Linked DNA regions of Mus musculus: region 2 is linked to region 1. The links are chromatin contacts, called in public HiChIP or PLAC-seq maps. All regions are on one chromosome and are shown on one strand. The core of a region is the stretch at or near the end of the contact, and the rest is flanking DNA. Distances in the headings are between cores, read along the strand shown.

Evidence for each region. HiChIP or PLAC-seq counts read pairs in DNA pulled down with a chosen protein or histone mark.
Region 2: a contact with region 1 is called in an H3K4me3 HiChIP or PLAC-seq map of the SCID.adh cell line, with 10 read pairs. The contact joins the promoter of 6030440G07Rik here to the enhancer-like site in region 1. A contact is called at or near these places in 3 of 15 datasets of contacts at CTCF or cohesin (the NIH/3T3 cell line, large pre-B cells and pro-B cells), 7 of 484 Hi-C or Micro-C datasets (CD8 T cells, the HL-1 cell line, LSK cells and 4 more), 7 of 115 datasets of contacts at active chromatin or transcription factors (the SCID.adh cell line, T-cell acute lymphoblastic leukemia, bone marrow-derived macrophages and 3 more) and 3 of 9 other capture datasets (adipose tissue, liver and pancreatic islet).

What each region holds. Positions count from the first base shown.
Region 1 is chr12:110,898,535-110,903,978 of GRCm38.p6, reverse strand. All of the region lies in intron 2 of Tecpr2 (tectonin beta-propeller repeat containing 2), which reads right to left. It also overlaps the pseudogene Rps19-ps6. Among named protein-coding and RNA genes, the nearest start is that of Tecpr2, 12 kb to the right of the region's middle. Within about 2 kb of position 1,713, at least 37 of the 459 cell types and tissues checked have an H3K27ac peak or open chromatin away from gene starts, as enhancers often do. A contact at or near this core is called in the SCID.adh cell line and uterus, where this site is marked.
Region 2 is chr12:110,991,560-110,997,240 of GRCm38.p6, reverse strand. 6030440G07Rik (RIKEN cDNA 6030440G07 gene) reads right to left here and starts at 2,843. Exons shown (of 3, transcript NR_036598.1): 1 at 2,534-2,843.

The sequences.
Region 1 (5,444 bases), core at 464-2,963:
AAGCTTTTTAGGCAATATTAATTGGCTTAGACCTCGGCTCCCCATACCAACCAGCCAATTATAGCCTTTATTTGATTTGCTTAAGGGTCACAAAGACCTCTTCTCTCTTCGCTCTCTGACAGCAGCAGCCAAGGAGACCCTTTGGTCTATTAAGCCAATCCAGATCCTTATATTCAATTCTTTCCTCAAAGTAGTTGGAGCCTTATATCAACCTTAGGGGATTCTAGAAAGGCTCCATGCACCAATAGGGGGAGCACCTCCACTACTAACTGAGGTCAGCCCTTTATTTACCATGATAAGGACAGGAAGAGAGTGCACCTTATAAATTATAAGTAAATAATCTAATGTAATTATTTTACCTTTTGCTCTCGCAGACATCCAGTGGCTCCTGAGAAACCATGCCTCTTTTGCTAATAATCTCATTGGCTTCCCAGGACAGACAGACAACCACTACCCCAAGGATAAACTGCTGACAACGATACCACTCTTTAGATGGCTCCCTCCTTGACTATTCTCTTGAGACCCATATTTTTCCCTCACAGATAAATCTACCCAATTTAAAGAACCGTATGCCACCTTCCTGATCCTAACATACCTAAAAGGACTATTAATCTGTATTCAGACAGCACTTATGCCATCAACCTACTTCTTAGCTAGCGCCATCCTATATCAGATTTGGTGGTAACCCTCTTTCCCTACTTTTTCAACAATACTTCACTTCAAACTAGAACACATCCCAAGATTATCAGCCACATACGGTCATGGTCATCCCTCCCCACATCAGACCAGAACAGTCCCAGAACAAGAGCTGCTTGCAGCACAGACCTCCAACAAAGCAATCCATCCATGGACACAGCACATGGTCTCTCCATTACCCAAGCGACATAGCAAATGATTCCCTTCCTTCTGTCACATTCTCTTTTCTGGTATAAAAGCAGTCCTTTCTCAGTCTGGCCTGGGAGACATCTTCTGCTTATTTTATTTTGCATTATTTATTTATTTGGGATGTGTGTGCACACACACTGTACACGCTATGTGCAGGTCAGAGGACAGATAACTTGCAGGAGCAAGATCTCTCCTTCCACTATGTGGAACCTCCAGAAAGAACTCAGGTTGGCAGCCTTAGTCATCAAACAGACTTGCCATTTCATTTTGTCTTGTCTAGAGACAGGGTTTCTCTGTGTAGCTCTGGCTGTCCTGGAACTCAATCTGTAGACCAGGCTGTCCTCAAACACACAGAGATTTACCTGCCTCTGTCTCTTGAATGTTGGGATTAAAGGCCTGCGCTATCACTGCCCAGCTCACTGTTTCTTTAAGATGACTCTGGCCATCTCCTGTTTCCCTCATTCCTAACTTCCTGCACCACATATTGCTGTCCTCTGGCTAGCAACAAAACCTCCTGAAACAGAAATCTAGTAATCAAAAGTGTTAAGCCTGGTGAGAATGTTCAAATTGGTAATCCCAGTACTCCAGAGGCTGAGCCAAGACAGCCATGAAAGCAAAGCTAGCCTGAACAACAGAGTGAGACCTTGTCTCAAAACGAAACAAAATTGTTAAGGACGATTCTATTTAAAAGGTACCTGGACTGGTTTTCTGGACCCACACCAAAGCATTAGGCTGGCACCACCCATCTTCTCAGGCACCTTGGCAGGCTGCTTTTCCTTTATACACAGACAAAACCACATCAGGAGAAAGTGCTCTTTGTGAGCTGGCTCTTGGCAACCGTGAAGCTGGACAAAGCTTTCATTATAAGCTTCTTGTGATGAGCCAAAGCTCAACAAACTTCAGCAGTAAATGCAAACTATTCTGAAATGGTTAAGAAGGCCAAATAAGATAAGAATCACTTCTTTTTTTTTTTTCGAAACAGGGTTTCTCTGTGTAGCCCTGGCTGTCCTGGAACTCACTTTGTAGACCAGGCTGGCCTTGAACTCAGAAATCTACCTGCTTCTGCCTCCCAAGTGCTGGGATTAAAGGCGTGCGACACCACCGCCCGGCCTTTAAAAACTTTCTTAACTCTCCACTGCAAAATGGAAGAAGGTATGATGCCTGGGCAGAAGGAGGGAACACAGGCATAGACAGAACTGAGTAAAGCAACGACTCAGGAAGATGGACACCTAGGCTGCCAGGATTAGCATTAGCTGTCAAGTGACAGGAAATAATCCTCATACCTTGCCAGGGGCTAACTCTTACAAGACAGGCAAGTGCTTTGGAGCACCCAGTCACCCCATACCCTAATATCTAAAGTGTTGACAAAACCACCACGTGCAGTGAAGCAGGATCCTGCTTCATTTCCCATCTATGTTCTTACCAATTGTTGCAGCCCATGTATTGGAAAATATCATGTAGCATAGCTTGGCCAGCCCCAACCCCAGCCTAGTCCAAAAGCCAACATGATGTCCAACAGGTTTTAGAGTAGTTCAGGCTTGGGATTTTTAGATTGAGGACACTCAAACAGTAAAATCCATGCAAATAGTCCAAAATCCAAAAACCCAAAAACTGGAACCAATTCTGGTCTCAAACATTCCACACACGTGATCATCAGCCTATATAGCTCTACAACTACTCTAGCGCCCAAATACACTATAGTTGTCTCCCCTCTCAGTCCTGTGCAAGTTATCTGTGTATCTGTCCCTGTTTGTGCTAATGTCACATAACTTCATAACTGAAGCTTTATAAGTTTGTTTCCCAGGAGGTCACTGTCTCCTAGGTGGCTCTTTTGCACTTATACACTATTTTAGTCATTATAATTTCATCTACATTTTAAAATCAATTAGTTAATTTCCATGAAAAACAAATGTGGGGTTGGGCAGTGGTGGTGCACGCCTTTACTCCCAGCACTTGGGAGGTGAGGAGGGCAGATCCCTGAGTTTGAAGCCAGCCTGGTCTACAGAGTGAGTTCTAGGACAGTCACAGCTACACAGAGAGACCCTGTCTGGAAAAACCAAATGTGGGGAGGGAGATGAGGGCTGGGTATGTAGCTCAGTAGGCACAGTGCTAGCGAGGTACACATGAAGGCCTGTGTTTGATCCCCAGCACCATAGAAGCCAAGACCAGAGGCTGCCTGTGGTCCCAGCACTTGGGAGATCCAGGAAGAAGGAGCACAGTAAAAAGATATCCTTGGCTAAACAGAGAGTCCACAGAAGACCCTCTCTGAAAAAGGGAAAAATACATCTCACATGTGCACTCATACACAAACTTAGAATTAAACTGAACTGCGGGAATGGAGAGATGGTTCAGAGGTTAAGAGTACTGGCTGCTCTTCCACGAAACTGGGTTCCCACAAGACAGCTCACAACCATCTGTAACTCCATTCCTAGGGAATCCATTAGGAGAATGAACCAAGACAGATAACTTAGGCTGGCCTGGAGCTTGCCCACAGTGGCTTTAAACGCATATCATCTTCCTGTCTCTGACTCCTAAGTATGGCAATTATAGGCAAGAGCTGCCATTTTCAACTAATATGTATTTCTTACTATCAAAAATATTTTAAAATTAAATTCCTAGCCATCGATGAATGGAAGCAATCATGGTAAGGACACACGGGGCCTCCATGTTGCAGTGCTACTAACATATCAATGATCAGACACCACAGGAAGGGGCTAACACAGACCCTGGCGCTACACCCACAGGAAAGGAAAGGGGAGACATGAGACAAGCACACTGTTAGCTGCAAGGAGACACAAATTTCTGCACCATTTTAGAAACTACCAGATTAAAGTTAATGAAACATTCATCACTCTAATGCACCCTGACTCTTCCAACTGAAAATTAGGATGGACACGTACAGGCTCAGGGCCTTTCCATTCCTCCTAAAATGGGCTACCATAAGAAATGACTCAGAAAGTATTTTACCCATGAAACTATCTCTCCAGCCTTATTTTCTTACTGTTAACTTACTTACATATTATATTTTAATTGAATTTTTGACTAATGCTATATTTATTTCACCCTTTCTGTTTGTTCACCTTTTTGTTTGGTATGTGGTATGTGTTGTGTTGTGTGTGGTGTATGTACCTGTTAGTGTAGATGTGTGCATATGGGTATGCATGTGTGTGTGTGTGTGTGTGTGTGTGTGTGTGCATATCCCATAGTACCCAAGGACCACTGTGGAGACTAGCTATCTCCTTCCACTATTCTACTATTCCGCCAGCTCACCATCTTTGTTTTCAGAGGAGTTTCTCACTAAAACTGAACCTCATCATTTTGGCTAGTTGCTGTCCAAGGAGCTTCAGGGATCTCTCTCTCTCTCTCTCTCTCTCACACACACACACACACACACACACACACACACACACACTCTGAGGTAACAGACACATGCTTCTGCACCTGGTTTTCTTTTTTCTTTTTTTTAAATCTGATCTGATCCTTTCTTTTAGATATGTTTGAATTATTTGCACTTAATTTAACTTCTTGTATATGTAGATTTTTTTTAAAAAAACTGTTAAGTGGTTACAATGTGTGTGTATGAGTAAGAGAGAGAGAGAGAGAGAGAGAGAGAGAGAGAGAGAACATGCACTTTGTAGTGAACCCAGGGTCTTGTACATGCTAAGAACCCAGGGTCTTGTACATGCTAAGAACCCAGGGTCTTGTACATGCTAAGCACAGCTCTTTACCATTAAGCTTATCCCTAACCACATACACCTTTCAGAGTTCACCTCTGCATATAGAATGTATGAACCTTAGCACCACACAGCACCCTACTCATGCTTTAACTGTCTCCCACATCACTCCATCACTGAAAACTCAGCAGGGATGCTGCTTGCTTCCAACTGTCAAAACATCCTAAAAAACTCATAGGGGACCATGAGCTACTGTACTTCCCTAAAAACTTACTCTCGCTTTCCACTCATTCCTGGTGCCATGCTCCCTCTGTCTGAAGAATTTCTCTTTTTTTTTAAAGATTTATTTATTTATTTATTTATTTATTATATGTAAGTACACTGTAGCTGTCTTCAGACACACCAGAAGAGGGCATCAGATTTTTGTTACGGATGGTTGTGAGCCACCATGTGGTTGCTGGGATTTGAACTCAAGACCTTTGGGAGAGCAGTTGGTGCTCTTAGCCGCTGAGCCATCTCACCAGCCCTGAAGAACTTCTTTTAACAGTCATTCCTGAGCAGGTTTTGACAACCAGTGTTCTGTTTTCCTTCATCTAAGAATACTTTGTTTCTCATCCCTCCTTTCGTCTCCTCTTATTTATTTATTTATTTATTTATTTATTTATTTATTGTAGACGAGCTCATGCTGTGTAGCCCTGGCTGGCCGGGAACTTGCTAAGTAGACCTGGTTGGCCTCAAAGTTGCAATCTTCCTACCTTAGCCTCCTGAGAGCTAATATCACAGGCTTTTGCCTCCTAGATTTTCCTTGGGTTGGTTTTTTTTTTTTTTTTAATGAATGAGGCAATTTATTAACCCAGCATCCTTTGTTCTAATGCTTCTTGTTGG
Region 2 (5,681 bases), core at 1,594-4,093, 92 kb before region 1:
CAATGTTCCCTGTTGACCTCTTTGAGCACCAGACCTGCACGTAGTGTACTGGTATACATTTAACACACAGGCAAAGCATTCATACACAAAAATAAAAATAGATAAAATTCTTATTCTTGCTATAGGGTATGTAGCCCAATGGAAGAGAGCCTGCTTCGTAGTGTGCTCAGGGCCCTGGATTCAATCCAGTCACACAGATACACACACACACACACACACATATGTACACACACACACACACATGCACATACATTTTTGACATATATATTTTTTAATTTAAAAAGTCTCACCCACTTAGCCTGAAATTTGCTCTGTAGACCAGGCTGGCCTCAAACTCCTAGAGAACCCCCTGCCTCTGCTTCCTTAGTGCTGGGATTAATGGCGCACCACAGCGCCTGGCTTTGCTGTATTTTGAAAATATGATTTGCACAGATACTTCCTCAATCTGTATCTTATTTTTATTTTGTTGATGGTAATTTGTTTCTTTCATTTATTTATTTATTTTTGATTTTTGAGACAGTGTTTCTCTGTGTAGCCCTGGCTGTCCTGGAACTCACTCTGTAGACCAGGCTGGGCTTGAACTCAGAAATCCACCTGCCTCTGCCTCCCAAGTGCTGGAATCAAAAGCATGAGCCACCCCTGCCCAGCTGTTTCTTCTATTTAAAAAAAAAAAAATTCTTTTTAGGGCTGGCGAGATGGTTCAGGGAGTAAGAGCACTGACTGTTCTTCTGAAGGTCCTGAGTTCAAATCCCAGCAACCACATGGTGGCTCACAACCACCCGTAATGAGGTCTGATGCCCTCTTCTGGTGTGTCTGAAGTCAGCTACAGTGTACTTACATATGATAATAAATACATCTTAAAAATTTTTAAAAATTTAATATGTAATTTATTTTTATTGTATGTTCATTGGTGTGTTTACCTGCATGTGTGTTGGCGAGGCTGTCGGAAGCCCTGGAACTGGAGTTACAGACAGGTGTGAGCTGCCATGTGGGTGCTGGGAATTGAGCCCTGGTCCTCTGGAAGAACAGCCAGTGCTCTTAACCACTGAGCCATCTCTCCAGCCCTTTATTACTTTTTTTTTTTTTCAAGACAGGGTCTCTCTGTATAGCCCTGACTGTCCTGGAACTCACTTTGTAGCCCAGGCTGGCCTTGAACTCAGAAATCTGCCTGCCTCTGCCTCCCAAGTGCTGGAATTAAAGGCGTGCACCACCACGCCTGGCTTTATTACTTTTATTTTTAAAATTTTATTTATTTATTGTGATAGAGTCTCCCTTAGGGGTCTAATCTGGCTTCCAACCCAAGGTAATCCTCCAGCCTCAGCTTCCTTATTTCTGGGCTACTCTGCCCACACCATGACTGGCTGTTCACCGTCATTCTTGATTGGCTCCGCCATCTCCATTTCATCTTCTCCCTGCGCCCTAGCAGTTCTGCCTTGTCTGGTCTTTTCTTCCTCATACTTAGGAAGTCTTTCTCTCATTTTGCATCCTTTTAATGAATTTATTGTAAAGTATGTGCATGCCTGTGTCTGTGTCCCTGAGCAGTGCCTCTGAGACCAGAGGCGTAGGAATCCCGAGGCTGGAGTTAAAGCAGTTGGAAGCTGCTTGATGTGGGCACTGGATTACAGGCTCGTCCCCTGAGCTTGGCTCGTAAGGATGTATTTTTTTTTTTTTTTGAAGATTTATTTTTATTTTCAGAAATTTTTCTTTTTTTTAAAAATTTCTTTTTGTACATATTTATTTTATTTTATGTGTGTTATAAGCTTTCATGCATGTATTGTGCATGCCTGATGCCCACAGAAGCCAAACAAAGGGTGTTAGGTTCCCTGGAACTGAGCTATAGATAGTTTACAGATAGTTGCAAGCCATCATTAGGTTCTAGGAATTGAAGCGGGTCCTCTGCAAGAACGACAGTCCATCCCCACCACACACACTTTTTTTTTTTTTTTTTTTTTTTTTTTTTGGGACAGGATCTCACTGTGTAGCCCCGGAGGCCTGGAACTCTCTCTGCAGACCAAGCTGGCCTTGAACTCACAGAGATGAACTTGTTTCTGTCTCCCAAGTGTGCTAGAAGTAAAGGTCTCTGAAACCAGCCCAACTTAGTGATGTTTTCCTTCATTTCCATAGTCATGTGGCAGTCCAGGAGGGCAGAATGTTTGTCTCTGCCTATCGTCTAAGGACATGTCGTCTTGGCACCTAGCTGGCACACCCACCACATACAATGTTGTATTACGTGTTGCACCTGGCAAAAGTTCATCTTTAATGTTCAGGCCACAAGACCCACACACCCGCATGCATACCGGGCACTGCCCACCGACCCACTTGCCTGCCCCGCCCCCTTCTCGCATGGCCCCGCCCCTTCTTGCAAGGCTCTTGCCCCTCTCTCACGGCTCCGCCCCCTTCTCACACTCCTGTCAGGTCGTCTCAGTTGAGACTGTTGGCAGTAGCGGCTTCCACTCTCTGCCTTGATTCACCTTTGCACAGCTCCTCCAGCTCAGCCTGAAAATCACCACAGCCATTTCTGAGAGACCCTTACCTAACACAGCTGTCTTCTTCATGCTTCATCCTTCACCCACAGATGTGATTGATGCAACCAGACTGCCATGCTGTAAGGGAGCCCAGGCTAGTGTGGTAAGAAGCCTTGCAGAGGGGAGCCAAAGGCCCTACTTAGGGCAAGAGCCCCAGCAGACTAGGAAGCAGCCAGCTGAGCCCTGTCATTATCCAGAATCAGCCGATGAAGCCTCTCGGGACTTTTCACCTATTGAGCCTCCAGATGATTGCAGCTGTGTAAGCGCAGGAAGCAGGACTGCAGGACCATCCGGGAGCCGTGAGAGGTTACAGAGACTGGGCTTCTAAGCCACCCTGCAGGACTGGTTCTTATCCAGCAGTGACAGAACACCCAGGGAGTCTCCTGCCTCTCGGGGTCACTTAATATGCAAACCTTTCTCCCACCGTACTCCTTTCCCTCCCAAACCAGTACTATATTTTATGTATGTGACTACACTGTAGCTGTCTTCAAACACACCAGAAGAGGGCATCGGATCCCATTATAGATGATTGTGAGCCACCATGTGGTTGCTGGGAATTGAACTCAGGACCTCTGTGTCTTTAGTTAGGGTTTTACTGCTGTGAACAGACACCATGACCAAGGCAACTCTTTTTTTGTTTTGTTTTGGTTTTTTTTTTTATTTTGTTTTGTTTTTCAACACAGGGTTTCTCTGTATAGCCCTGGCTGTCCTGGAACTCACTTTGTTTGTAGACCAGGCTGGCCTTGAACTCAGAAATTTGCCTGCCTCTGCCTCCCAAGTGCTGGGATAAAAGGCATGCGCCACCACTGCCTGGCCAAGGCAACTCTTATAAGGACAACATTTTATTGGGGCTTTACAGGTTCAGAGGATCAGTCCATTTTCATCATAGCGGGACCATAGCAGCATCCAGGCAGGCATGGTGCAGGAGAAGCTGAGAGTTCTACATCTTCATCTGAAGGCTGCTAGCAGAATACTGGCTTCCAGGCAGTCTTAAACCCCACACCCACAGTGACACACTCTGGAAGAGCAGTCAGTGCTCTTAACCGGTGAGCCATCTCTCCAGCTCTGTTTTTGTTTTGTGAGATAGGGTTTCACTGTGTAGCCAGGTTGCACTTGAACTCACAGAAACTCCCCTGCTTCAGCTTCCTGAGTATGGGGATTACAGGTGGGAGCCACCAGACCTGGTGGAGTTCAGCCCATTTGTTTGTTTTTGAGACATGGTGTTACTGTGTATCTCTGGCTGGCCTAGAACTCTCTATGTAAACCAGGCCTGTCTGCCTCCCCGGTGCTGGGATTAAAGTCCAGAAAGGATGACAGTTTGCCCAAATCCCTTTTCCAGCCGGGGAGCCCCTCCCAGACTGTTTCTTCCTGCTCTGCAGCCTCTGGGAGGTAGCTTTCCCAAGAACCTTGTCATTTCCTCTAGCCAGAGGTGAACACCTTCTGTACTGCATTGCTGTGTCATTGGGGTTCCTTGCTGCCCCCCGGGTGCTAGGAAGCCCTCTTCTTAGGTTGTTCTGTGTTCAGTTCATCTTCCTGTGTTCAGCCCTCAGCCCTGCAGGCGCCCAGGAGCCTCATAAACGTGCACCTGGGGAAGGACAGGCCGGAGCCCGAGGGGCCCAGGGAAGATCCCTGGAGGCATAGTTACCGTGCTTGGTGAGCAAGCTAGGCTGGGAGGACAGCATTCCAGATGGAGAACATGGCCGGCTCTGACTGGAGCGAGAGGTGCAGAGGGCTGCTGGACTTGGGCCACCTTTGCCTCAGGCAGAGGGCACTGTGCAGACACAGGCCAGTGTGTTTCTAGGTCGGTAGGGTGAAATGGCGTGTCGCCATGTCGACACAGCTGTCACCTTGAAGCCTTGTAAACGTGGGTGTCACACAACTCAAAGCCTGGGACCCTGTGGGAACCTAAAGGGATTGGCAGGATGCACCATGCTATGAGAGGAAAGGGTCATGGAGGAAAGGAAAGCCAGCGTCTAGCAGGATGTTGAGGGGCCTCGGTGGCTGAGGTGGCCAGGACAGGGGCTGGTTCGAGTGCAGGCGGCAAATTTCCGTAGGAAGGAGCCTTGGGGGGGGGGTACATGGCTGGAGGAGTTGGGAGCAGTGTCAATGGTGGGTCCCGAACTCGCAGACCCAGAGGAGTCCTGGAGCCCCGGCTGCCAGGTCCTGGCACCCTACCGGGAGACACATCCTAGAGACTCCGTGGTTCCTCCCTCTACCGCTAGGGGGCAGTGCTGGCCGCTGCTCCGCTGCACAGACATGGATACCATGCCTCGCCCTCTTGTCCCAGCCAGAGCTCCGGGACAATGCGGCCCCCTGCACGCTCTCCTTGGCCCCGCGGGTCGGATTGACCTACTGGACTCCACTCCCTGCCCTGCGCCCTTGCCTCACGTCTTCTTGGATCACGCGAGAAAGCGAAGACGGAAGGATGCGGGCCGCTTGGGTTTTGGGCGACTGCAAAGCAATGCTACTCCCCACTCCAGCCTGACAAGCAGGGGTCGCTGTATCATTAGGACTAGTCTGAATTGTATGACCTGGGCTAGACCTGACCCCGCCCCGGCTCAGTTTATCCTGCTTTACTTCACTGCCTGCTCCCATCACTCTTCGAACTGGCCGCTGGAATGGCACTATGTAAATAAGATAGGTCGCACTAAAGACGCGGAGGCTATACGAGCAAAGCCGGCTCTGAGCCCCGGCTGCCGTTCACAGCCCAGAGGGGTGGGACTGGCTCCTGAGGGAAGCTGAGCTCTTAAGCCAGCAATGCTGTCAAAGTCACAGAGCCCCACAGGAATCCAGGGCCAGGTGCTGGGAAGGTCAAGGGGTGAACTGGCTTTCTGCTCCCAGCCTTCCTGATCCTACCAACTTCCTGGCCCCCAGGACAACGGGAGCTCACTGGTTAGTCTCTCCTGGTAGGAGCCTGGTAGGTCCGGGCTGGGCCACTGCTGTTTCTGTTCCCAGATGCCAGGCTGCGCCCTCTGTCGGCCATTCTGACACAGCCTAAGAGGGAGGCATCACCACATCCGGCTTCCAGCCCTGCTCTCATACCCCCTTACCCATTTCCTGTTCCCTCTCCACCTGCTCCTAGCACCTCAGCGTCAGCGCCACCCACCTCCACGATTAACTCTCAACCACTTAGTCATCCATATTTATGGGACAATT